Regions from separate parts of the Mus musculus genome. Here regions 1, 2, 3, 4, 5 and 6 are each linked to region 7. The links are chromatin contacts, called in public promoter capture Hi-C maps. All regions are on one chromosome and are shown on one strand. The core of a region is the stretch at or near the end of the contact, and the rest is flanking DNA. Distances in the headings are between cores, read along the strand shown.

Region 1 (3,157 bases), core at 396-2,895, 1.2 Mb after region 7:
GGTGGTGAGCAGTAGCTTGCAACTTTTATTTGAGAAAAACAGCAGGTAAATGTATGTATCAAAAGAGCGCACAGATTGACAGAGAGGGGTGGCCAGCAATGGCTATGGGAGATAGGCAGCAGGCTGATGGCTTCTACTTGGCTCCAGACTGTTCAGACTTCCCAGCTTCTGGGCCCCCAATTTGGGCGCGGGCCTCGAAAGTAACCGGAATGGTGATCTCCGCTGACTGCGTGACTGCTTTGGGCAACGGAGCCTCCACGGTAAGTGTGCCCTCAGGGGATAGGGAAGAGGACACTAGGGTGGGGTCCACACCTGGAGGGAGCCTGGACACACAGAAAATCAGGGCAAGGGTTACACATCCCTCCTGACCCGGGGCTCTTCGCCCTCCGCCCTGGGTCCGCTCCCCCTCCCCCCCACCTCCCCGCCCTCCATGCAAGGAATCAGAACTCACGTGTATTTCCGGGTGAAGCACCGAGAGATGTAGCCATGTTCGTCCTGCCTTTCTTCGTGCTTGCCTGTGGGTGGGGACAGAAGGTCAGAAGCAGCCCTCTGCTGTCCTAGCTAAGGAGTGGCTGGGACCCCCCAGGGAGGCAAACAAACCCGAGTGCGGCGGGGTGCCTGACTGTCTGGAATCTTAAAACTTTCCAGAAACTTCCCTTCTGAGATTTGGGATGCGAAGGGCTTGGCTCTGACCCAGACTTGGATACCAGGGTAGGTATACTCAAAGCCTCTGCGGCTGGGTCTAGGGACCCTGATCCTGCCGCTTGCTTATTTGGGAATGAGGTCTTCCAGAAGGTGTGTTGGGTCTTCCTTCATTTTGTTTCTGTGCTGCGGGTGGAACGCAAAGCCTCAAGGCCTCCCGGCAGGCCAGGCGAAGCTCTACCCTGAGCTACATCCCCAGCTGTTGGTCCATATCATCGAAGATGACAGAGCTTTTAAGAGCAACCTGCACCCCGCGTTCCGGGGCAAGAGAAGCAGGCAAAGGAGAATGATGCGGGCTCCGGGTCCCTAGGTTCATTTCTAACTTCTCAGGGTTCTATTCCTCAGGGTTTCAGCCCCCACCCTCAGCCCCCCAGCCACCACTCTCGCCTCGGCAGCTTCGTCCCCTCTGGGCACAAGGGAAACTCACCAGTGATCTCCACCACGCCTTCCTTGGTCTTCACTGTGAGCTCCTCCGGAGCGAAGTGGTTGACGTCCAGGGACACGCGCCAGCGATCAGCCGTCTGTCGGATCTCCGAGACCCCGCTGCTGAGCTGTCGGTTGAGCGCTCGGCTGAAGGCTGGTGCGGCCAGGGTCACCGCCGCGGGGCCCTCGGCGGTCGCGGCGGGCAGCGGGCGCACGTATCCGGGCCACCCAGCGGCGCTGAACCACTGCGACCACTCATCGGGCAACCGGGGCACCCCGAAAGCTTGATCGAAGAGGCGGCTGTGTGCAGGGTACCAGTCCCGGAATGGTTCCCAGCTCGGGCTCCGCAGCAGCGAGAAGGGCACGCGGCGCTCGGTCATGTTCTTGGCTGGTCAAGGCTGAGGATCTAGAAGCACTGGGCTGAGGATCCGAGAAGTGCCGGACTGGAGCCCCAGCGTGCTTTTATGTGTGCCCAGCCGGGTATTTTTAGCAGGCGGTGCTTCAGGTCTCTATTAATGGCAATGACCGTCTCAGGGGCCGCCCCTCGCCGCCCCTCCCCTCTGCATTCCTCCCCCTAAGCTTGCAAAGGGGGCGGGCAGGCGGGGCCAGGAAGGTTCTGCCCCCATCTGGAAACTTCTCTTGTTGAAGAAAACAAATGACGGCGTAATACCGGTAGCTGGAGCGATTCCCACTGTCGGGTTTAGGACACTGCTGGCTGAAGGGCGGTGGCCTGGGGCCAGCCCCATTTTTTATTGAGAATAACCAGGAGAGGTTAGGTCTTTTGTGTCGCAACTGGGAAGCAACTGAACCTGGTCTGAACCAGAAGGAGGCCCGTGGGAACACACATGTCATGGCACACCTGTGGAGGTCTCATGACACCGGCAAGATAGCTGTCTTCTATAGTGTATCTCCTGGGGAGCAAAGGCTTCGTGGCAGGCGCCTTAGTGTTCACTGAGTATCTTTCTGACCCAGAAACTGACTTTCTTTCTTCTTTCTCTCTTTCTCTCTCCTCTCTCCTCTCTCTCTCTCTCTCTCTCTCTCTCTCTCTCTCTCTCTGAAGTAGGATTTTTCTTTTTTTATTTTGATGCTTTTTTTTTGTTTTGTTTTGCTTTGCTTTTTTTTTTTTTTTTTTTTTTTTTTTTCTGAAGACAATGTTTCTCTGCATAGCCCTGGTTGTCCTGGAACTCACTTTGTAGACCAGGCTGGCCTCGAATTCAGAAACCCGCCTGCCTCTGCCTCCCAAGTGCTGGGATTAAAGGTGTGCATCACCACCGCTGGGCTATTTGATGCTTTTTTTTTTTTTTTTTTTTTTGGTTTTTCGAGACAGGGTTTCTCTGTATAGCCCTGGCTGTCCTGGAATTCACTTTGTAGACCAGGCTGGCCTCGAACTCAGAAATCCACCTGCCCGTGCCTCCGGAGTGCTGGGATTAAAGGCGTGCCCCACCACACCCGGCCGCTTTTTTTTTTTATTATATATATATATATATATATATATATATATATATATATATATATAATGTGTATCAGTGTTTTGCCTACATGAATGTCTGTGTGAGAGTGTTAGATCTTGAGTTACAGAGAGTATCAGAAATTGGAATGCCAGGTGGGTGCTAGAATTTGAACCTGGATACTTGTACTGGCTGGTTTAGTGTCAAATTGATACAAGCTGGAGTTATCACAGAGAAAGGAGCCTCCTTTGAGGAAATACCTCCATGAGATCCAGCTATAAGGCATTTTCTCAATTAGAGATCGGGGGGGGGGGGGCATTGTGGGTGGAGCCATTCTTGGGCTGGTAGTCTTGGTTCTATAAGAGAGCAAGCTGGGCCAGGTGGTGGTGGTGCACGACTTTAATCCCAGCACTTGGGAGGCAGAGGCAGGTGGGTTTCTGAGTTCGAGGCCAGCCTGGTCTACAGAGTGAGTTCCAGGACAGCCAGGGCTATACAGAGAAACACTGTCTAGAAAAGACCCCCCCCCAAAAAAAAAGAGAGAGAGAGAAAGAGAGCGAGAGAACAAGCTGAGCAAGCCAGGGGAA
Region 2 (3,041 bases), core at 159-2,658, 1.5 Mb after region 7:
GTAAGTGCTACATGTATCCAAAAAAGGGGGAAAAGAAAATTTCAGCTTTAAGCAGGAAACCATTACATCCTATCAGAATATCTCCAGAAGTTTGGTTATTTGCTGGATATGTCCCAAATTGAAATTTTACTGGTAAATATGAAAAAATTCTACATACAACTCTCTAAGATTTAGGTAGCTGACGAGATGGCTCAACAGGCTGAGGTAGGTCCTGCCAATCCCAAAGACCCGAGTTTGATTCCCAGGACCCACATGGGGGAAGAAGAGAAAGACTCCGGTCAGGTTGTCCTCTGACTTTCACAAGAGTGCACACAAGCATATAAATAATGTGTCACATATGTATACCTCTATCTAAAGATGTGGAGATTATATACCCAAAGCCCTAGTTTTAAATCACCATACTAAAAACAAAGTGCGGGGCTCCTATCTCAATATTATGATGTGTTAGCTCTGCGAATCTCTGTATTCAACCTCAATTTCTGGTAAACAGGCAATTTAATATGGCCTGTCATGAAATCACAGCGAGGATTACATGAAATGAACGCGCAGGCCTCTGTTAACGTTAGAAGCAACAGGGATTTCCCAGGAAAGAATGAGGAAGAAACAAAGACTAAGAATCCTGTCTTTTACAAAGGGATGATTACCAGACTTAATTAGTTTGAGAAATTTCTCTCCTCTGAGAAAACAAACACTTTACCAGCTCCTTCTGTGAGCTGGGATTAGGAGTCAGGATTAAGGTAAAGACGCAGCAGAAAATTCTAGAGTCAAGAGGAAAAGCCATCCATTGGGTTGACAGTAGACAATTGTCACGATAAAGGTGAGAAACGTTTGGTTTGTTCCTGTGGGGCTCGGGCCGTCAGCAGATGGGGTTTGTGTTTATAAAACGTGAATGGCTTAGGAAGTGTGTTCACCCTCGAGATCAAAGAATGAATGGATCTGGGGTAACATGGAAGGGGGCGATTGTGGGTAGAGAAGGAGTTGGCGGAAATGATCCGGCTTTGGACAAGACATGCTGGAGCTCCAAGTGGGGAGAATGGTGGTGGGCACGGAGGTCTGGGGTTGGCTGGCAGTGAGGCTGGAGATCAGGGACCGGGGAGTCTGCGGGCTGAGGAAGCGCGCCATCCCCGCCCCGCCTCTTCTCACCTTGCCAGTTGCGCAGGGCCTCGGAGCGCAGAGACAGCCCCGAGGGCGCCAGAGGCGGCTGCAGCAGGAACAGGCGGGGGCCCGACACCAGCAGCGAGAGCAGGGCGGTGAAGAATGTGGCGGAGGGCACCTCGGGACACGAGCACCAGAAGCGACTCGCGGGGCCCGGGGCCGCCATGGCCGCGAGCCCTTCCAGCGTGCGGCCTCGGTACTCCCCGCCTCCCTCCTCAATTTCCGCCTCCTTGCGGCGGTCTCCCCTGGCAACAGCGGAAGACTGGCCTCTCCTCAAGCACCGCCCCATGGGGGGGTGGGGGTGGGGGAAGGCCCAATCCCGTGGAGTCCTCCGCTCTTACCCGCCCAAAGGAGGCCGGGAGTTGTAGTTCCAGCTTACCTACGGGTGTTGTGCGGGCTGCCGCCTCAGGAGTATTCTTGCCTAGACCTCAGCTTCCTTCTTCTTGATTTTTAATTAAAAACAAACAAACAAACAAACAAACAAACAAGCAAAACCAAAAAAACATTTGATTACATCTGTTTGAGTGTGAGAGAGGGGCATGTGCGTGCAACGCGCGTGGAGGGTAGATGAAAACTTAAGGTTGAGTTTATCATCTCCTTCCACCTCTGGGTCCTGGGAATAGAACTTGGGTAATCAGGCTTGGCAGCAGTGCCTTTACCCACTGAGTCATCTCTTTAGCCCTTTTTATTTTTCTTTTTTTCTTTTCTTTTTTTTTTTAGATTTTATTTGCGTTTGGCTCAGTGAGAGAAGGTGTGGAGGTGCACACACAAACACCTTTACTCTCAGCCATCTCAAAGGCTCCCTTTAAAAATTTTAATCAACCTATATTTATTATACCAAGTAATGGTTTCATTATGGCATTTTCTTACATGTGTATAATGTACTTTGATCATATTTTATCGGGGCTCCATTACCCCCTCTTGCCTTCCCATCTTAGTTTCTCTTTTGCTTCCATGTTTCTTTTCTTTTCTCTTCTTTCCTTCTTTCTTCCTTCCTTTCTTTCTTTCTTTCTTTCTTTCTTTCTTTCTTTCTTTCTTTCTTTCTTTTTAAATTTTTGCGACCCAGTGAGTTTCATTAAAGTCGCTTTCAGGAGCAAATGTCTCTCCTCCCAACAGCCATTAACTACTAGTAGATCCTCATTGAGGGAGAGGGGTCTTGAAAAACATTTCTTCCTCTTGCTTTTGGCTTTTACACAAATTTGACTCTGAACTCTGGGTCTCCATCTCCAGAAAGCAGGGATTTTAGATGTGCACCACCTCCCTCAGTTTATGCAGTAATGAGGCTCGAACCCAGGGACTCCAGCATGCTACCAACTGAACTATGCTTTCAGCCGGGTCCTTCTCACTGTAATGGTATGACGTCGTGAGGACCACGGAGCCCTATTCTCCCACAGACTTGTGTTTGTCTCTGTCCTGCCAAAGAGGAAACTGAGTCTATGGGGATCCCTGAGGGATACAGTTCAATAGCAAAGAAAGAATTAAAACTTGGTTCTTCCTGCCTGAATTGGCCAAGAAGACAGAGCCAGCACTTTCTGGAGCTGGACTGGAGATAAAGTAAGAGGAGGCGGGGAAGGAGACAATTGAAGGGACACTAGAGCTACTATACATGCGCTATGAGCGTACGCCATGACGCTTTTGCTAAACTTTGCTTTAGCCTTTTGCAGTTTGAAAAGCGCTTCCTGCAGAGCAAAGCTATTTCTGGTGAACAGCTAGAGTATCCTTTGTGAGCTACAAGTGCTTTAGCAGGTGAGGTAGCTTCCCGACCAAGTCGCGGGTGAGAAGAGTCAGGAAATTGAATCCCAGTTTGCTGGGTCCCAGGGGGCGACATCAAGATATTCCTTTTTCAATATGTTCAGTTTTGGCAGTACTGGGCAGCCTACAGCCTA
Region 3 (2,905 bases), core at 396-2,895, 1.1 Mb before region 7:
ACCACGGCCAACTCGGGCACTGGCACACTCAGGCAAGCATGCCCGGCTCCCAACCCTGAGGGTTCTTTTCTCTTTCACAATTTTCTGCCCTTGCAGCGTAGCTCAATTCCTGCCTCTAGAGAAGTCTTGCCCCCACCCCACCCCACCTCACCCCCCAAAATTCTAGAGGCAGGCAAAAATGGATCAGAGCATAAAAGTGCTTGCCTCAATGCCTGATGACCTGAGTTCAATCCTCAAGACCCACATGGCAGGAGAATTCACTCCAAAGTGTCCTCGAACTTTCACCCCCTGTGGCACCCATACGTGCGTCCCTACAAGAATTTAACAAATAAAAACAAACTACAACTAACTAACTAATTGTATAACTTGGGTAATGGTTTGTTTGTTGTTTTTTGAGGCTGAGTTACATGTAGTCCAGGTTGTGATTGAATTTGATATGTAGCCAAAGATAAGCCTGAACATCTAACCCACTGTTTCCACCTTCCAAGTGCTGGGACTACACTCTGTTTGGTTTTATGCAGTATTGGGATTGAAGAGAAGGCTCTGTGCATGCTAGGCAACTCATTCTCCGTACTAAGCTACCTCCCCAACCTTTTGGTAATTAGCTTTTATACCACATATCCAAATACTACATAAAGCTTACTATATGGCAAGCAAGGAACCACAGAGAAGACAAAAAGAGACAACTTGGAAATATTTGAAGGGATTTCTGGGCTGTGTGTCCCCAAAGGACCCCCCCACACACACACACACACACACCCTCCACCCCACGCTTTGCTTTCCCACAACGCACCGCCAGCACTGCACCTTCGCTCAGCACCAGGTAGCCAAGCTGGTCTGGGATTCGCTCCAGCCCTTGGGTCAGTGCGGAAGTCTAGAGGGTAAAGAGACAAGGAGAATCATGACAGCCTTGCAAACCCATCTCCCTCCTGGATATGAGCCTTCCAAGGCCCTCATAATGGCTTGTAACACTGAGTCTCCATCCACGGTCACTATTGGACCTCTGAGCTCTTCCACTTGTCATGTAGGTGACCCAGGAGGCCTTCCTAGCCCCTCAACCCCTCCTCATGTCCCTTCCCACTCCAGTCCCCTTATGCCCCGCCCCTTGTGCCATCTAGACTACTCCCCCGCTGCAGAACACCCGGTAGCGGAGCCTTCCTTCTCCAGCCCTCCCTGTCGCTTCCCTCCCATCTCTGTTCCCTTTCGGTCCCAGGGTGGACTGGAGGTGACAGTGAAATGCAAGCCATAAGGTGGCAACAGAAGCTCGGAAAACAGGGACGCGGAACCGCAGGCGTGCACACCCGCGCATGCGTCCACACTCACCATCGCAGCCGTAGGTGCAGTGTAAGCAGTCTGCCGGATAGGTAGTTTCCGGCTCCAGGCTCGGGTCAGGTGGTTTCACCAGCTGACTGTAGCCCAGCCCTTCGCTTGAGGATTGGATGGCGGGTATGTCATTATACTTTATCAACCACTGCGGAGCCCCGCTTTCCGAACACATTCGTGGATTGGTTGCATTTCCCCGCCCCTCAGGATTTGCCTGCGAGAGTTGTCCGGAGAGTCGCGGGGCAGTGTCGCCACACGAACGTGCACTGCTTCTATCCTTTGCAATAGGAATATGCATCTGCCGGTGGCTTCCAAGAAGAAAGTAGAACAGTCCGGTGATGTAAGAGGAGTCTTAGGTGTCACTGTTCAACCTGAAAAGAGAAACTAATGTACCAATGTGAAAGACGATGGTTTGGTTTACACGTGAAAAGCTGTTCACGTGTTAACTTTCTGCCTTGAGTATATGTGTTAAGAGTGGATCGGCCCAAATATGGCTATGAATGAGTAAATCAAATTTGCTGTGTACACACAGTAGTGTAAGATCAATACAAGATGATAATGTCCTGACACCAAATGCAGCTTGAGAATCTCCAAAACAAGAGAAAGCAGGCCAGGGAGATGGCTTCAGAGACCACTCAGCCTTCAGAGGCTCAGACCCAACCAAAAGGACGGGTTGTGAAAGGGCAGGTTCATAAGGCTATATATTATGTGGTCCCATCTATGTAAGACGCTTAGCTGTGACTATTGCCGAATGCTTGTAATCCTAGTTTAAAGCCTGAGAGGCCGAGGATTGGGCTGAATAGGGAGTTCAGTGCCAGACTGAGGCCTGAGCTACCTACCAAGATCCTGATTAAAACACATACACTTCTTGCAAATACAGAAAAACTGAAAGCAATTACTAGTTGGTAGTGGGGCAAGAAAAAATAGGAAGTGCTTATTAATGAGGGTATGGCAGGGCATGTGATTTAAGCTTTTTGGAATTCATATTGAAGTCTGCATATCTTTGTGAATGTGCCGAAGTTACTAAGTTGTACACTAAATTAGTGAATTATATCCCCCACCCCATTTATTTTCAGTGCCAAGAAGCAAAGTCAGGGCCTTATGCATACTGGGTGTGGGTCTGTACCCACAGCACTAAACAAAGAAAGTCGTCCACCCCAAATCATCTTGTAGAAGCAGCAGCTAATTAGAGAAAATGAGGCAAGGCTGTAGCTATCGTTTCAAAACTTGCCTAGCATGCATAGGCCCCAGATTCAATCATCATGACCAAAAAATTGAAGTAGGGCTGGCAAAGTGGCTCAGCGGGCAAAGGTGCTTGGCACCATTGCTCTGAAGTGGGTATACAAATATCAACAGCTGCTTTGTACAATCCAGAGAATGGTCTACAGTAGCCACAATTTTTATTTTGAACGAGTGACTTTATAAAGTGAGTGAGAGAGAGAGAGAGAGAGAGAGAGAGAGAAGCACATCAATTTCCATCAAATCAGGTACTCAAGTATCCAAGTATCCAGCCAAAACTACCTGAGGAAGTCCCTTTAAGACAACTACGAACAGACAGAGTTCTGGGCAGAGCAGAGAGTTT
Region 4 (3,132 bases), core at 504-3,003, 1.7 Mb after region 7:
ATACACACACCTAGTCTCCCCTCTAACAGACTCCTACTTCCTTGAGAACCTGGACACAGAGGAAAATGAAGGCACCCGGGCACGATGTTCAGCTCTTACCTGGAAGCCCGACCCTGGTAGGAGAAACCTTGTCTCTTGAAATAATCGATTGCATCCTCAGGGCGGGTCTTGAGCGTGTTCACACGCACGAACCGTGGTACCTGGTAGGCTAGAAGTCACAGTGGTCAAGTGGGGAGGGAGGTGAGCCTTCTGAGGGTCACTCCCCTCCCGCCCCTCAGCCTCCAAGTCACCTTGGCCAGGTCTGGAGCTCTCTTGCAACAGGTCCTCATTTCGGCTCACACCCCGATGAACCTTGAGTCGGGCCAGCTCAGCCTTGAGCCTTGCCTGGTGCCGGCCCAGCAGAGCCTTCCATCGGCCTCCACCCCCTCGAAACCCCTTCCCCAGCAATAATTCATACACTAGCACCTGGACAGGAAAAAACACAAAACTATTAACACCATAAAACCCTCCAGTGGGAGAAGTAGGTACCTGTCCAGATGGTCATGTCAATAGAGTTCTCTTGCCCAAGATCACAAAAGAAATTAATGGCATGATGTTAGGGCAAATGTCCATAATGCCAGCAACATCAGATGCATAAGCAAGAAAACTACAAGCTAACTGGGTAATGGTGCCTTTAATCCCAGCACTCAAGAGGCAGAGACAAGCGGTTCTCTGTAAGTTCGAGGTCAGCCTGATCTACAGAGTGAGTTCCAGAACAGCCTGGGTGACACAGAGAAAGCCTGTCTCTAAAGACCGAAGAGGACGAAAGGGGGAGAAGGAAGAGGAGGCAACGGAGGCGGTGGCTCAGCAGTAGGGTAGGAAGCTTGCTTAGTATCCACCAGAGAAGAAATAGGGATTGCAGCTCAGCAATAAGCACCTGCCTAGAATCCCCCAGTGAGGGGCTGGGGGTACTGCTCAAAAATAGAGCATCTGTCTAGTGATGCTGTCCAATGAGGTGTTGTGGGTGTGACTCAGTGGGAGAACTCTTCTATGGCTTGTTGGAGACTCTGGGTTCAATCTCCCAGCATTACAAAAAGACAGGCATCCAGGCAGGCGGGTAAAGAGACGAGAGCAAATGCCATCTGCAAACCCCGTGTCCTGCCCCATGCCTGAAGCTCCCCCTCCCCACCCTACCCCACCCCCCAGGTCGCCAGCAGAGCTCTGGACCCCGACCGACCTTGCCATCATCACCCTGTCCGGTAGGTAGCCTCAGCCACTACTAGTTTGCACCTTCGTCCTACTTAGCCCTTCCTGCAATGCTCCAAGGGGAGTCACATCTGACCCAGCTCAACTGGGACCCCAGAAAGAAGTGTGAGAGCCACGCACGGGTAACAGCCTCTGGCCGCCGCTCACCTTGGCAAGGTGCGGTCTCAGCTTCTTCTCGGCGCGAAGGAGCCCAGCACTGGCGATGACAGCGTCCAGCACGGCCGAGTAGCGCTGCGTCTCGCACACCAGAGCGTACAACTGCTTCAGGTTCTGTGCGACACAGGGGACACCCGCTGCACCCCACGCGGGCCTCGCCTCGCCTCGCCCTCCCGCCCGGACAAGCCCCGCTCCCCAGCCCGGCTTGCCAGCCCCCGGCCTCACTACCTGGAAGTTGCTGGAATACACCAACCCCTTGAGGGAGCCCTGGCGGCTTTCCACGCCGGCCAGCACCGCCGCGGCGGCCGCGTACAGCCCCATGCTCTCCCCGCCTCAAGCGCTCTACGACACTGTCGCAAAACTCGGGCTGGCTTTACGGCCGCCGCAACAATTTGTACAACCGGATTTCCGGAGTCAAAGGGTTCGCTGCTTTCCGTTTTCAGCGTCCAAAAATTAATCTTAGGCTCTAAATCCGAGCGGGCTGGCTCACGCCTTTAATCCTAGCGCGCGGGAAACAGAGGCAGAAGGATCTTTGCGAGTTTAAGGTCAGCTAGGTCTAAGTAGTTACAGGACAGCCAGAGCTACATAATGAGGTCCTGTATGTAGAATGAAAAAAGTCTACTTTCTTTTTAGAATTCAGTGTAGCTATTTTGTAGTTTGTTGTTGTGGATTGGTTTTTTTTTTGTTTGTTTGTTTGTTTTTGTTGTTTTTTTGAGACAGGGTTTCTCTGTGTATCCCCTGGCTGTCTCTGTAGAGACCAGGCTGGCCTCGAACTCAGAAATCCGCCTGCCTCTGCCTCCCAAGTGCTTTTATTAAAGGCGTGCACAACCACGCCAGGCTATTTTGTAGTTTTTAATTTTTTTTTTAAGACTTTGGAACTCAGAAGGCTACGCAGACTCTCCTAGCAGTCCTGTGTCAGCCTCTCCCTGTGACCGGATGAAAGGTTCAGTAATAAAGCACGTGCCTTGATGCCTCCACTGAGAGGTTGGGATGTGGCTCAGTGGTAGAGCCCCTGCCTAGAATCCCCCAGGGAGGGGCTGGGGCGTGGCTCAGTGGTAGAGTCCCTGCCTAGAATCCCCCAGGGAGGGGCTGGGGGCGTGGCTCAGTGGTAGAGCACCTGCCTAGAATCCACTGGTGTGCTTGGAGTTGTTGAACACCCATCTAGTAAATGTGGCTCTCTGGGACCCTAGCGCTGGAAAAAGTAGATTGTTTAAAAAAAAAAAAAAAGTGGGTGTTTAATAGGGCCGACAGACATTGTCCCTCGGAGTAGAGCACTTGCCTAGCATGTGCAAAGCCCTGGGATCAATTCTCAACATTGATGAGGAGGACCAATGATGGGACTCAATCTATATAGAGGGCTTGCCTAACAGGCAGAAAGCCTTTGGTTCCAATCCTTCCACTGTATAAACCGGGCATGATGGTACGCTCCTGATGGCTCACTGGTTAAGAGCACTGTCTGCTTTTCCAAAGGTCCTGAGTTCAATTCCCAGGAACCACATGGTGGTTCACAACCATCTATAAGGGGATCTGATGCCCTCTTCTCACATCTTTTAAGAAAAGAAGGAAGGAAAGGAAGAAAGATTGATTTGAGGTCATCTTTGGCTAGCCAATTCACACCAGCCTGGACTACATGAGACAATCAAAATAATGGTAGTTGGGCCTAAGAAAGGTGGCTCAGACCTTAAGAGCACATACTGTTCCCAGACATGTTAGGCAATCAAAACCTTTTGT
Region 5 (3,035 bases), core at 78-2,577, 1.3 Mb after region 7:
TTGTTTCTCAAGCCTTGGTTGTATCAATTTTGCTAGAGATTTGTAAAAAATACTGACCCTGCCCTCTTGACACGATCCTGGGTCTCCTTTACTGATTCCGACATGCACTAGTTAAAGAGGCCCTGGCCCAGGAGAAGATTGACTATAAATAGCTTAGCTGTAACTGTCCTAGGCCAAGTCTACCCAAAGCAAGGATGATCCTCCAAGAATAATTCAAAAGAGATCCAGTGGAGGAGATGGTTCAGTGGGTAAGTGCATAAGGACCTGAGTTCAAAGCCCGGTTCCCCTGCCTGGCAGGTTCATCAAAGGCCTTCTCACTCTCATAAATAAATAAATAAATAAATAAATAAAGTCTACAACAGGGGTTCTTAAGCTTCCTAATGCTGCAACCCTTTAATACAGTTCCTCATGTTGAGGTGAACCCTTCAACCATAAAATTACTTTTAAAAATAAAATTGCTACTTCGTAACTGAAATTCTGTTACGGTTATGAGTCGTAATGTAAACATTTGCTACGGGACCCCTGTGAAAGGGTCATTCGATCCCAAGGTTGAGAACCGCTCGCTGGTCTAGTGTGTGATGGCCAAGACACCGATGTCCTTCTCTGGCCTCTGTACAATCATGTGCACATGACACCACACACACTCTGAAAAACGATGCTTGATGCACATCTTTAATGCCGGTACTGAGGCAGAGACTGGACTCCGTGAGTTCGAGGCCAGCCTGGTCCACATAAACGGACATAAAGCAAGCAATCCCTGGGCGGGAAGGCCACTGACTGTGCTAATTTCAATCGAATCTCCCAAACTACTGTGACCCTGATCCGTTCTCCACCCTCGGAGCCCCCGGCACTACGAAGTTAACGTCCGCGTTATTTCTCTCCTGGTGCCTCACATCCATGGAGGCTTCAAGGAGAAAATCAGTTAAGTCGAAGCAATGCAAAGTTGCATATAATGCAACTCGCATCCGGACCGCGAGCCTCGGCTTCTGCACCTACGTGGAGCGCAGACTATGGAGGAAACCTGGACTGACTCTGTCCCCCTTCCATGTTGGTCGGGATGTGAGCCGGGCGGCCCAGACGTCCAGAGTGAGCCTTGGATGGTTAAGAAACGCCGAGCTCCGGGGACGCGTGTGCCGCCCCCGGAGTTCCTTCCTAGGCAGGCAGCCCCTTGTACCTGGGCCGAAGTGCTGAAGCTGCGGCGGAGAGCGGCGCCGGCAGGACGGGCGAGAGCGGACAGCATGGCTAGGGCGGGCGGGACACGGAGCTACTGGCAGGAGCTACAAGAAGACGAGTGACTCCAACGACCTCCACTCTGCGCAGTGGCCGCCCGGTCCAGAGCCACCTGATCTCGCGAGAGAAGCGCAAGAAGCTTGAGCCAAATCTCGCGAGACAGGCTCGGCCGTGTGGTTCCTTGTCTAGCACGCCCTAGACCCGGCGAGCGAGGCCTGACGTCACGATTCTCTCCGGCTCCAAAGAAGTCATCTCTGGGCTCCGGCCACTTCCGAGATCTCGCGAGAGAGGCCCGGCTTCACTTTATCAGGCCGTTCCTTCCCCCGCCTCCTACCCCGCCCCTTGCCCCGCCCCTCCCCACCGTTAGCTTTGCCCACTTCCGGGACCTAGCGCTAGGACAGACGGTCACCAGGATTAGGCGGAATCTTGGGACCGCCCCTAGCAACCCGGTACTAGAAGGACTCTTGGAGCGCTCGCCCGGAGGACAGGCTCTAGGTTAGAAGTACCCGTTATCCCAGGTGGGGCTCCGGTCGGACGTCCTGCCGGGGAGCCTGACAGAAGTCGCGCAGCAGGTCAGGCGGCCCCGGAGCTCCTGACCTCAGCCAGGCCCAACTTTCCTGCCCCCTGGAAGAGGCCGGCTGGGGTCCCGGGGCGTCCCGGGGCGGGGTGGGCAGCATCTCCCCACCTGTTTCCTCCAGAGCCGCCCTTCCGACAAGTTACACAGAGCCTTGTTGAGGTTCCAGGCTTCTCACACAACCCGCTCGGAGGAGCGAGTACTCGCGTTGTCATGGCACCAGGCGATGTGCAGGACCGCGATCCTAGGTCTGGGACGGAGGAAGAAACGTTTGGTGACCGTGCCTCAGGCTTTGGGCTTGTCTCTACCCCTCAAACTCTCCAGCAGTGCAGGGAGCACGGTTCTGCAACTCTTCTTCTTGCTTTTCCTGCTCCCCCCTTCTTTTCCTTCCTTTCTTACTAAAATCCGCACAACACACGATTAAAAAAATAATAACTATTCTAAAGTTCAGGATCAGAGCTGGAGGGATGACTCTGGTTAAGAGCACTTGCTGCTCTTGCAGAGCTTCGATCCTGAGACGCTAGCAGGTGGCCCACAACCCCCTGAAACTCTAGCTTCAGGCATAGCCATTGCCGCAGGCATTCGTGTGCAGGTACCCACGGAGACACAGAAATAAACATTTAAAATGATAAAAATGTAAAAGTAAGGACCCATACACATACAGACGTGCACATATATGCACCTACATACATTCGAACGCATGCTACACACATAAAAAATATTCCGGAGGCTGCAGCAGAAGGATTGATGTGAGTTTGAGGCCAACATGAAACTCTGTTAAAAAAAAAACCAAAAAACAAAATAACAACCATGCAAACAAAAAGTTGGGGAGGGGGTTAGAGAAGGAACTGGAAGGGAGGGAACTGGTTGGATTTGTTCAAAAACACTTGGCATGAATGTGAAGTTCTCCAGCAATAAAGTATAAGTTCAGTGTCCTAGCTGTCCTTGAGCAGGCCTGTATTCCCAGGGACCTGGAGGCTGAAGCAGGATGGTAGCAAGTTCAGTGACTCAGTCTGGTTGGGGACAGTGACAGAGAAAGCAAGGCTGCTGGTGGTAACAAACGAGAACCAAAGAGCATAGCCACACACGAGAGCTGGCGATGGCTGGCCGACTCTCTTCCCTGGCCTCTACCTCTTTGCTGGATGGATAAAGTGTACTACCAGCCCCGTCTGGAATCGGATATGCCTCCCCCGGTTCTTGCCTGGCCTTTGGGGAGCAGAATCTAGTGGGC
Region 6 (3,145 bases), core at 322-2,821, 1.6 Mb after region 7:
AAAGCCAATCTCAACTTTTTAGTGAAATATTATCTTTGTGCATGTAGGTGTGCATGTGTGTGCAGTACTGGCTGTCCTGGAACTCACTCTATAGACAAGGCTGGCCTTGAACTCAGAGATCCATCTGCCTCTGCCTCTTGAGTGCTGAGACTAAGGCTGTGGACCATCACCACCCGTCTTGAAACACTGTTTTTAAAGAGCATCCCTGGTGTGACCACTCAGTGGGTAGGTTGCTACACTAAGCCTATCACTCAAGTCAGATCCTGGGGTCCACACGGTAGAGAACAGAATCTAATTTGCTTTCTGACCTCCACAGAGTGCTGCCGTATGAACACAGTCCCACACATACACACAGGTACAAAATGTGTGTAAAACGTTAAAGGAAAGTCAAGCCTAGAGGCCCACGCCTATAATCCTAACAGTTGAATGGAAGAGGCAAGAGGCTCAGGGATTCAAGGGACTCAGCGACATAGTGAGTTTGATATTGTCATTAATTAAAACATTGCCTAGTACAAGTGAGACTTGTACTGGCTTCTATTGCAGAGCTAGATGGATAGCACCATCAAATTGCTTAATGCTTAACGGTGCCACTAGTTCTGTTAGTGAAGAACCTGTAACTTTTTTCTTTGCTGAGGAGCACTTCCCAGTCTGTAGGTGCTCCCAGAACAGGATGGGAGGAGTGGACCCTACCATAGTTGAACAAAGAGCATCTGTTGGGGTTTCTACCGAGATAAGGTGAGAACGAAGCAAAGTTTGGAAAGCTCTGGGGAGATCCTCGCAATCACAGGCCAGTATTTGGGGACCCTCCAGAACGGTCCTCCAGAACGGGCAGAAAGGAATGCACGAGGAGGGGACTTCGAGGACCACTAAGGCCGCCATCGCGGGTCCACACTGACGCAGAGTTCCCCAGCAAGCCGGTGAAGCATGGTGTGCAGCCATGCTTCCCTTGATCTGCCTTTCCATCCCCTCGGGAACTCGTGGCGCCGGCTGGACCGCAGGTCCTACTGCTCAGAAACCCGCAGCAGAGAAGGGCCCAGGAGGTGGCGCTTCGAAGTAGGGTGGAGTCAGCAAGGGCTGGTCTGTGGCAGCCAGGCCCCACCCACTAGCATGACGGACAAGCCTTCAGAGCAATCATAGTGCTTTTATGGTCCTGGGGGGTGGGAACAAAGGAAGAGTGACGGATGTAGGGTGGAGCCAACAAGAAAAGGTTAGGGCAGCCCATCAAGCCAGCCTGTTGACAGATAAGTCTTCAGACCAATGACAGTGCATGTAGAGGCCTGGAAGGCGGTGCATCGATTATGGGGCGGAGCCTAGGGGGCAGGTTAGGACAGCAGCCCACCAGGTCCTGCCCACTAATGATAATGGACAAACCTTCAGACCAGTCATAGTATGCGGACCGCCCTGAGGCGGGCAGCGGGTGAAGTGAGCGGAGCGCCTCCGAAGTGGGAAGAGGGGTGTGGGGAAAAGCCTCTTGGAAACATGGGGTGGGTTCTGAGGGAGATGGACAGCGCTGTCAACCAATGGAAGACGGAATCTGTCCCCGTTAGCGCCGGATCCCCGCGGGTAGGGAGGGGCGGGAGGCTCCGCGGGGATCCCGGGGCGGCCGAGGGCCCCTGACTCTGTTCACCCAGACAACATGGACCGAATGGCCAGCTCCATGAAGCAGGTATCCAACCCGCTGCCCAAAGTGTTGAGCCGCCGCGGAGTTGGTGCTGGGATGGAGGCTGCGGAGCGCGAGAGCTTCGAGCGGACTCAGGTGAGATTCGAGAACCCTGGGGCATCCCTGGGGCACTTGGAGTGATGCAGGGTGCAAGAGAGGCTTGGAAGGGAGTGGGACTTGCAGACTCGGGAAGGAATTAGGCAAGGTGGCTGCGATCGGAATCATTTTGGGGTAGGGAACTAGGCGGGTCCCAGGGAGGTTCGGGATCTACCTGGGCATCTCCACTGGCATAGGGGTCGGGGTGCACTCTGGGGAACTGCAGATTCCTGCGGCTGAGGGGACGGTCTCAGTGAGCACCATCAGGGGTCACAAGGGAGGCTAAAGGGAGTTGAAAGGGGACTGACGGAAGGGTGCTCCTGGATAGGGGAAGCACTTGGAAGTCGCTTGGTTTTTGCCAAGTGTGGGAACGCCAAGGTGGGGGTGTGAAGGGTGGCTCTGGTCGCCTTACTTTAGTATTGACTCTCCCTACACTTCCCAGCATCTCGCTCAACGGTGCCTCTAACTTGGCTCTCAGCAGCCCCAGCTGTTGGCCTCAGAGGCTGGGCCAAAGGGGTCTGAGTGATGGGAAGGACCGTAAGAAATGTGAAGTGTGGTCCAACTTGTAAAATGGCCCGGGGGTTTGGAGGAACGGGGACGCGCAGCCTGGGGTAGGAATTGAGGCGCTTGGATTGTCAGAGCTTTGCGTGCCGGCATAAGCTGTCCAGTGATACTCAGACTCCTGATTTGAGGTTTTGCTTTCACCCTCCAAAATATGCCTGACAGCTAATAAGCAGACCGCCTGCCTTATTTGTCTGGTCTGACCAGGGCAGATGGCCAAAATTCCACCGCAGTTATCAACAAAAAGCCACTATCCAGTTTTACCTCAGGCTTTTATGCATGCTGTATTGATCGGACTGAATCAAGTTGTGAGGCTCGGGGTGTGTAGTCATCAGTTCATCTGTATGTAAAATCTGTTTCTGAGAGTACAACTCCTCGGATCCCACTGCGGATGCCGGGCCGGTAGATTTCTTCTACTCTGGCTCTCCGAGTTCTACTTTGAAGATCTGAGTTGACTTCAGCCAGAGGCAGGTCCCCTGTCGTGTTCTGTGAGTAGGAAAGATGGAAGAGATAGGGAGGGCCTGTGTGTTCTATAAATGGACCTTGCTCGGAAGAAAGCCTTTTCACCCCAGGGGACTTTACACCACCTCTTGTTTCTGAGACCCCTGGGTCCACTTCTTGTGTCTGAGGGGGGAAATGGGGTAGTTGTACCCCGGGAGGGGAAAGAGAGACCACCGTCCACTTACCTCTCAATGTCTATAGAGTTTGGAGCTTTTTAAATTTCTCAGATCTTTTGAACCTTGGGCGTTGTTGCCAAAAAAAAGAAAAAAAGAAAAAAAAGTTTTCATATCCCCCCCCAACCTCTTTTATTTTTAAACTGAAAGAAGA
Region 7 (3,109 bases), core at 318-2,817:
CGCTGGTCCTCAGGTTTGGTGGCAGGCACCGTTATTCGCTGAGCCATCTTGCCATCAGAGCTATTTTAATGCTGTTATTTGGAATCTCTCAAGTCGGCAACCTTCACAGCAAAGGAATTCACTCTGCTGGAATTCCTGCTTTTCCGCTGGCAAGAGGTGTTACCAGGCTTGAGAGCGAGGGACTCTGGTGTCCCCTGTTCCAAAGCCCACATCCTTTTCTGTTTGTTGAAACAAGGTCTCACATGTCTCAGGCTGGCTGGAACTCGCTATATGTTGAAGATGACCTCAAACTCCAGATCTTCCAGCCTCTGCCTCCCAAGTGCTGGGGTTATGCCTAGTTTATTAGGTGCTGTGGGTGTAATCCAGGGCCTCGGGCATACCAGGCGAGCTTTCTACCACTGTAAGCCATTGAGCCATATGGGGGTGAGTCCACCCCAGTGCAACCTTAATCTCTCTTGTCTTTCTGTGCTGTCTGGTTTTTCCAGGCCTTCCCCTTGGAATTGTACTTTTTTTTCTAGGCTAAAAAAAAAAAAAAAAAAAAAAAAATTTCCAAAGATGGAGGTGGTGGTACACACCTGAAATACCAACACTCAAGAGGCTGGGGCAGAAGGATCTTGAAGCTAGCCTGGGCTAAATAACGAGACTTTGTCTAAATATATACATAAGAAAAAAAAAACACCCAAAGTACATTTTTTTTTCTGAATATGTTGCTTTTACACCAGCATGAAGCAAAAATTTGGGGGAGAGAATAAAAGGGTAGGGAGATCGACAAGGTGAACCATGTTAGGTCTGCTACCACCCCAATGACTTCCTGTCCTCATTTTGATTGACTACCTGGTTTGTGGCATCCAACAATGTTAGTCAATTCCTCCCTCTACAACGTCTGTTGTCTTCCACGGTTCACACGGTCCCCTGTGATTCTTTCAAGCTTCACAGGCCTTAAACTTGCCAAGTATCTGAGGCTAGCTAGCATGGAACCTCTGGTCTTCCTGCCTCCAGCTCCCAGCGCAGGGATTACAGCTGTGGCCCACCACCGAAGGCTGAGGATTTCGGATGTCATTTCTCTGTCCCTGCACACCTGTTGCTCTCAGAACGCTCTTGCCCCGGGAAAGCCCCCAAATGCTCCGAGACCTCCTCAAACACATCTCTAGACAGCCTCCTCCAGAAAGACTGCGCTAAGCTCTGGAAATGTTCTTATCTGGGGCTCACAGCTTCAACGGTTAGCAAAGGACCCACGAGGAGCCTCGCCCACTGGCCCAATCGCTCATCTGTCATTCCTTGCCACACATAAACATCCTGACCCGATAAACATGCTCAGAGAATAGATTCTGGGGCAGTGTCTTGTTTGCAACACACACACAAGCTGACAGCTTGAGCCTGGGGCTACCAGTCGCCCTAACCTGTAGCCCCCAGACCTTCCTGCTGGAGTCGGGTCTGGCCTTATTGCCCCGGCCAGAGGGGAGGGAGGGTTCCAGGGTGGAGTGGTGAGGAAGGCGGGGCTTGCGCCCCAGAGTAGTTGTCCCGGGCCGGGGACGGAAGTTGCACCACCACAGTACGATTACTTTCAGTTTTGTTTCTCTTGCAGGTAGTCAACTGCTGGCGGTAGCGGGATTTCGGGGCTCCCCGGTCCTGCTGGGAGAGTCCAGGATCAGCTGTGGCTGGGTAAGGAGAGCCCGGGAAGGCGGATGGGGTTAAGAGCCAGCACCCAGAAAGACTAGCCTGGGGGGAGGGGAGGGAGGAAAGGGGAAGTGAGAAAGCCCGGGAGAGGGAAAGGAAGGGAGGGGAGAGAGGGCAGAGGGGACCTGAGAAGCTTGGGAGGACAAGCTTGGAGCCAGGCCCTGTCCCTCAGCCTCCCACCTCCCACCTTGTGTCCTGAATCCTACACTCACTGAGTGTAGACAACCGCACCCCCACCCCCCACTCCGAGTTTGTTTGTTTTTTTTTCCTCCCAACACTGGGGAAAAAGAAAAGTGATCGCTCTCATTCTCTCTCTCAAGGCTAGATCTCTCTGTAGGGCAAGCTCAACCAGAACTCACTATTGTAGCCCCAGGCTGTCCTGAAACTCACTTTTAAACCCAGGCTAGCCTCAAATTTGTGGCAAGCTTCCTGTCTCGGGCTCCAGCTTTCTTTATTAAGTCGCCACCGTGCTGGGGACTTACAGTACCTTCCCTCCAGGGGATTCTAGAATGAGTTTGGTAGGAATGGTAAAATTAGAGGACTCCAGGAGTCAGGCCAGATCTACATGACCCCCAGGTCCAGGAAAAGGAAGGAGATGAACTTTTTCTCCCTGAGCCTTCATCTTGATCTGTTGTTATTTTCAAAGCTAGATGGGGCAGGAAGTAGGGCCCCTTCCACCCTCCCAGGACACCCTCCCAGACAGATGGATGGACAAAGACTGCGGGACCCTGTCCAACATCGAAAAGCACAGTGCTCGCATGCCCCTGACCTGTGTGTCCTTCCTGGCTGCCCCTTGAGTCCTAGCACCCACTGATAACAGGACCCATGGCAAGGTGAACGTGGTGGTGCTTGCCTGTGATGTGAGCACGCAGGAGACTGAGGCAGGAGGAGCACAAGCTTGGAGCTAGACCCAGGAGCAGGGCTGCCTAGCTCACAAGAAGCCCTAGGTTGCTTCTCCAGTGCTACATAAACTTCCCAGGGCTCCGGAAGTGGAGGCAGGAAGTTCAGAAGGTCAAGGTCATCCTGGGCTACTTGGCCAAGTTTGAGGCCAGCCTGGGCTACATGAGACGGGAAGGGCTTGGGCTACACCTACCTTTGGCCCTTGACCTGGTATGTTACTAATTAGAGTATTCTATCTCTGAGGCCTGGGGGCTACCTGGTCTCATCTTTCCCACAGGCTCAGCACTTCCTACAGCCGGTCGCATGTTTACGTTTGGTGAGTGTCTGTAAAGAGAACAAAGTGGAAGAAAAAAACCCTTCCCCTGGTATCTAGTGCCTCCCACAAGCCAGAACGTACCAAACATCCAGGTGAGTGTGGACACCAGGAAAGAGTAGGGGAGGGGCTAGGATGAAGTGTGTTTGTGGGGCGGGGGAAGACAGGACCAAGCTAGGGACTTGGCCCAGGTATCTCTGACTTCTGCCCCTTCCCTTA

The links. Promoter capture Hi-C pulls out the DNA fragments that hold promoters and counts their contacts.
Region 1: a contact with region 7 is called in a promoter capture Hi-C map of liver, with 2.4 times the contacts expected there. The contact joins the promoter of Hspb1 here to the promoter of Trim56 in region 7. A contact is called at or near these places in 2 of 39 promoter capture datasets (liver and pre-B cells) and 2 of 115 datasets of contacts at active chromatin or transcription factors (large pre-B cells and pancreatic cancer cells).
Region 2: a promoter capture Hi-C map of liver shows a contact between it and region 7, with 2.6 times the contacts expected there. The contact joins the promoter of Rhbdd2 here to the promoter of Trim56 in region 7. A contact is called at or near these places in 3 of 39 promoter capture datasets (liver and pre-B cells).
Region 3: a contact with region 7 is called in a promoter capture Hi-C map of liver, with 2.6 times the contacts expected there. The contact joins the promoter of Lamtor4 here to the promoter of Trim56 in region 7. A contact is called at or near these places in 4 of 39 promoter capture datasets (hippocampal neurons, liver and pre-B cells).
Region 4: a promoter capture Hi-C map of pre-B cells shows a contact between it and region 7, with 2.7 times the contacts expected there. The contact joins the promoter of Nsun5 here to the promoter of Trim56 in region 7. A contact is called at or near these places in 2 of 39 promoter capture datasets (liver and pre-B cells).
Region 5: a promoter capture Hi-C map of pre-B cells shows a contact between it and region 7, with 2.5 times the contacts expected there. The contact joins the promoter of Mdh2 here to the promoter of Trim56 in region 7. A contact is called at or near these places in 4 of 39 promoter capture datasets (the C10 cell line, liver and pre-B cells), 1 of 484 Hi-C or Micro-C datasets (B cells) and 1 of 115 datasets of contacts at active chromatin or transcription factors (embryonic stem cells).
Region 6: a contact with region 7 is called in a promoter capture Hi-C map of liver, with 3 times the contacts expected there. The contact joins the promoter of Hip1 here to the promoter of Trim56 in region 7. A contact is called at or near these places in 2 of 39 promoter capture datasets (liver and pre-B cells) and 1 of 115 datasets of contacts at active chromatin or transcription factors (embryonic stem cells).

What each region holds. Positions count from the first base shown.
Region 1 is chr5:135,886,407-135,889,563 of GRCm38.p6, reverse strand. It overlaps Hspb1 (heat shock protein 1), which reads right to left and starts at 1,645. Exons shown (of 3, transcript NM_013560.2): 1 at 1,130-1,645; 2 at 452-515; 3 at 1-323. The coding sequence starts at 1,505. The coding sequence ends at 134.
Region 2 is chr5:135,631,021-135,634,061 of GRCm38.p6, reverse strand. It overlaps Rhbdd2 (rhomboid domain containing 2), which reads right to left and starts at 1,408. Exons shown (of 4, transcript NM_146002.2): 1 at 1,144-1,408. The coding sequence starts at 1,321.
Region 3 is chr5:138,254,222-138,257,126 of GRCm38.p6, reverse strand. Lamtor4 (late endosomal/lysosomal adaptor, MAPK and MTOR activator 4) reads right to left here and starts at 1,645. Exons shown (of 4, transcript NM_001081108.2): 1 at 1,324-1,645; 2 at 794-874. The coding sequence starts at 1,326.
Region 4 is chr5:135,368,574-135,371,705 of GRCm38.p6, reverse strand. Nsun5 (NOL1/NOP2/Sun domain family, member 5) reads right to left here and starts at 1,753. Exons shown (of 10, transcript NM_145414.2): 1 at 1,630-1,753; 2 at 1,393-1,515; 3 at 291-465; 4 at 100-208. The coding sequence starts at 1,722.
Region 5 is chr5:135,776,941-135,779,975 of GRCm38.p6, reverse strand. It overlaps Mdh2 (malate dehydrogenase 2, NAD (mitochondrial)), which reads right to left and starts at 1,327. Exons shown (of 9, transcript NM_008617.2): 1 at 1,175-1,327. The coding sequence starts at 1,240. It overlaps Styxl1 (serine/threonine/tyrosine interacting-like 1), which reads left to right and starts at 1,591. Exons shown (of 9, transcript NM_029659.4): 1 at 1,591-1,725. It overlaps Gm30205 (a long non-coding RNA gene), which reads right to left. Exons shown (of 5, transcript XR_003955810.1): 5 at 1,992-2,054.
Region 6 is chr5:135,543,548-135,546,692 of GRCm38.p6, reverse strand. It overlaps Hip1 (huntingtin interacting protein 1), which reads left to right and starts at 1,571. Exons shown (of 31, transcript NM_146001.2): 1 at 1,571-1,756. The coding sequence starts at 1,637.
Region 7 is chr5:137,114,665-137,117,773 of GRCm38.p6, reverse strand. Trim56 (tripartite motif-containing 56) reads left to right here and starts at 1,567. Exons shown (of 3, transcript NM_201373.4): 1 at 1,567-1,662; 2 at 2,821-2,985.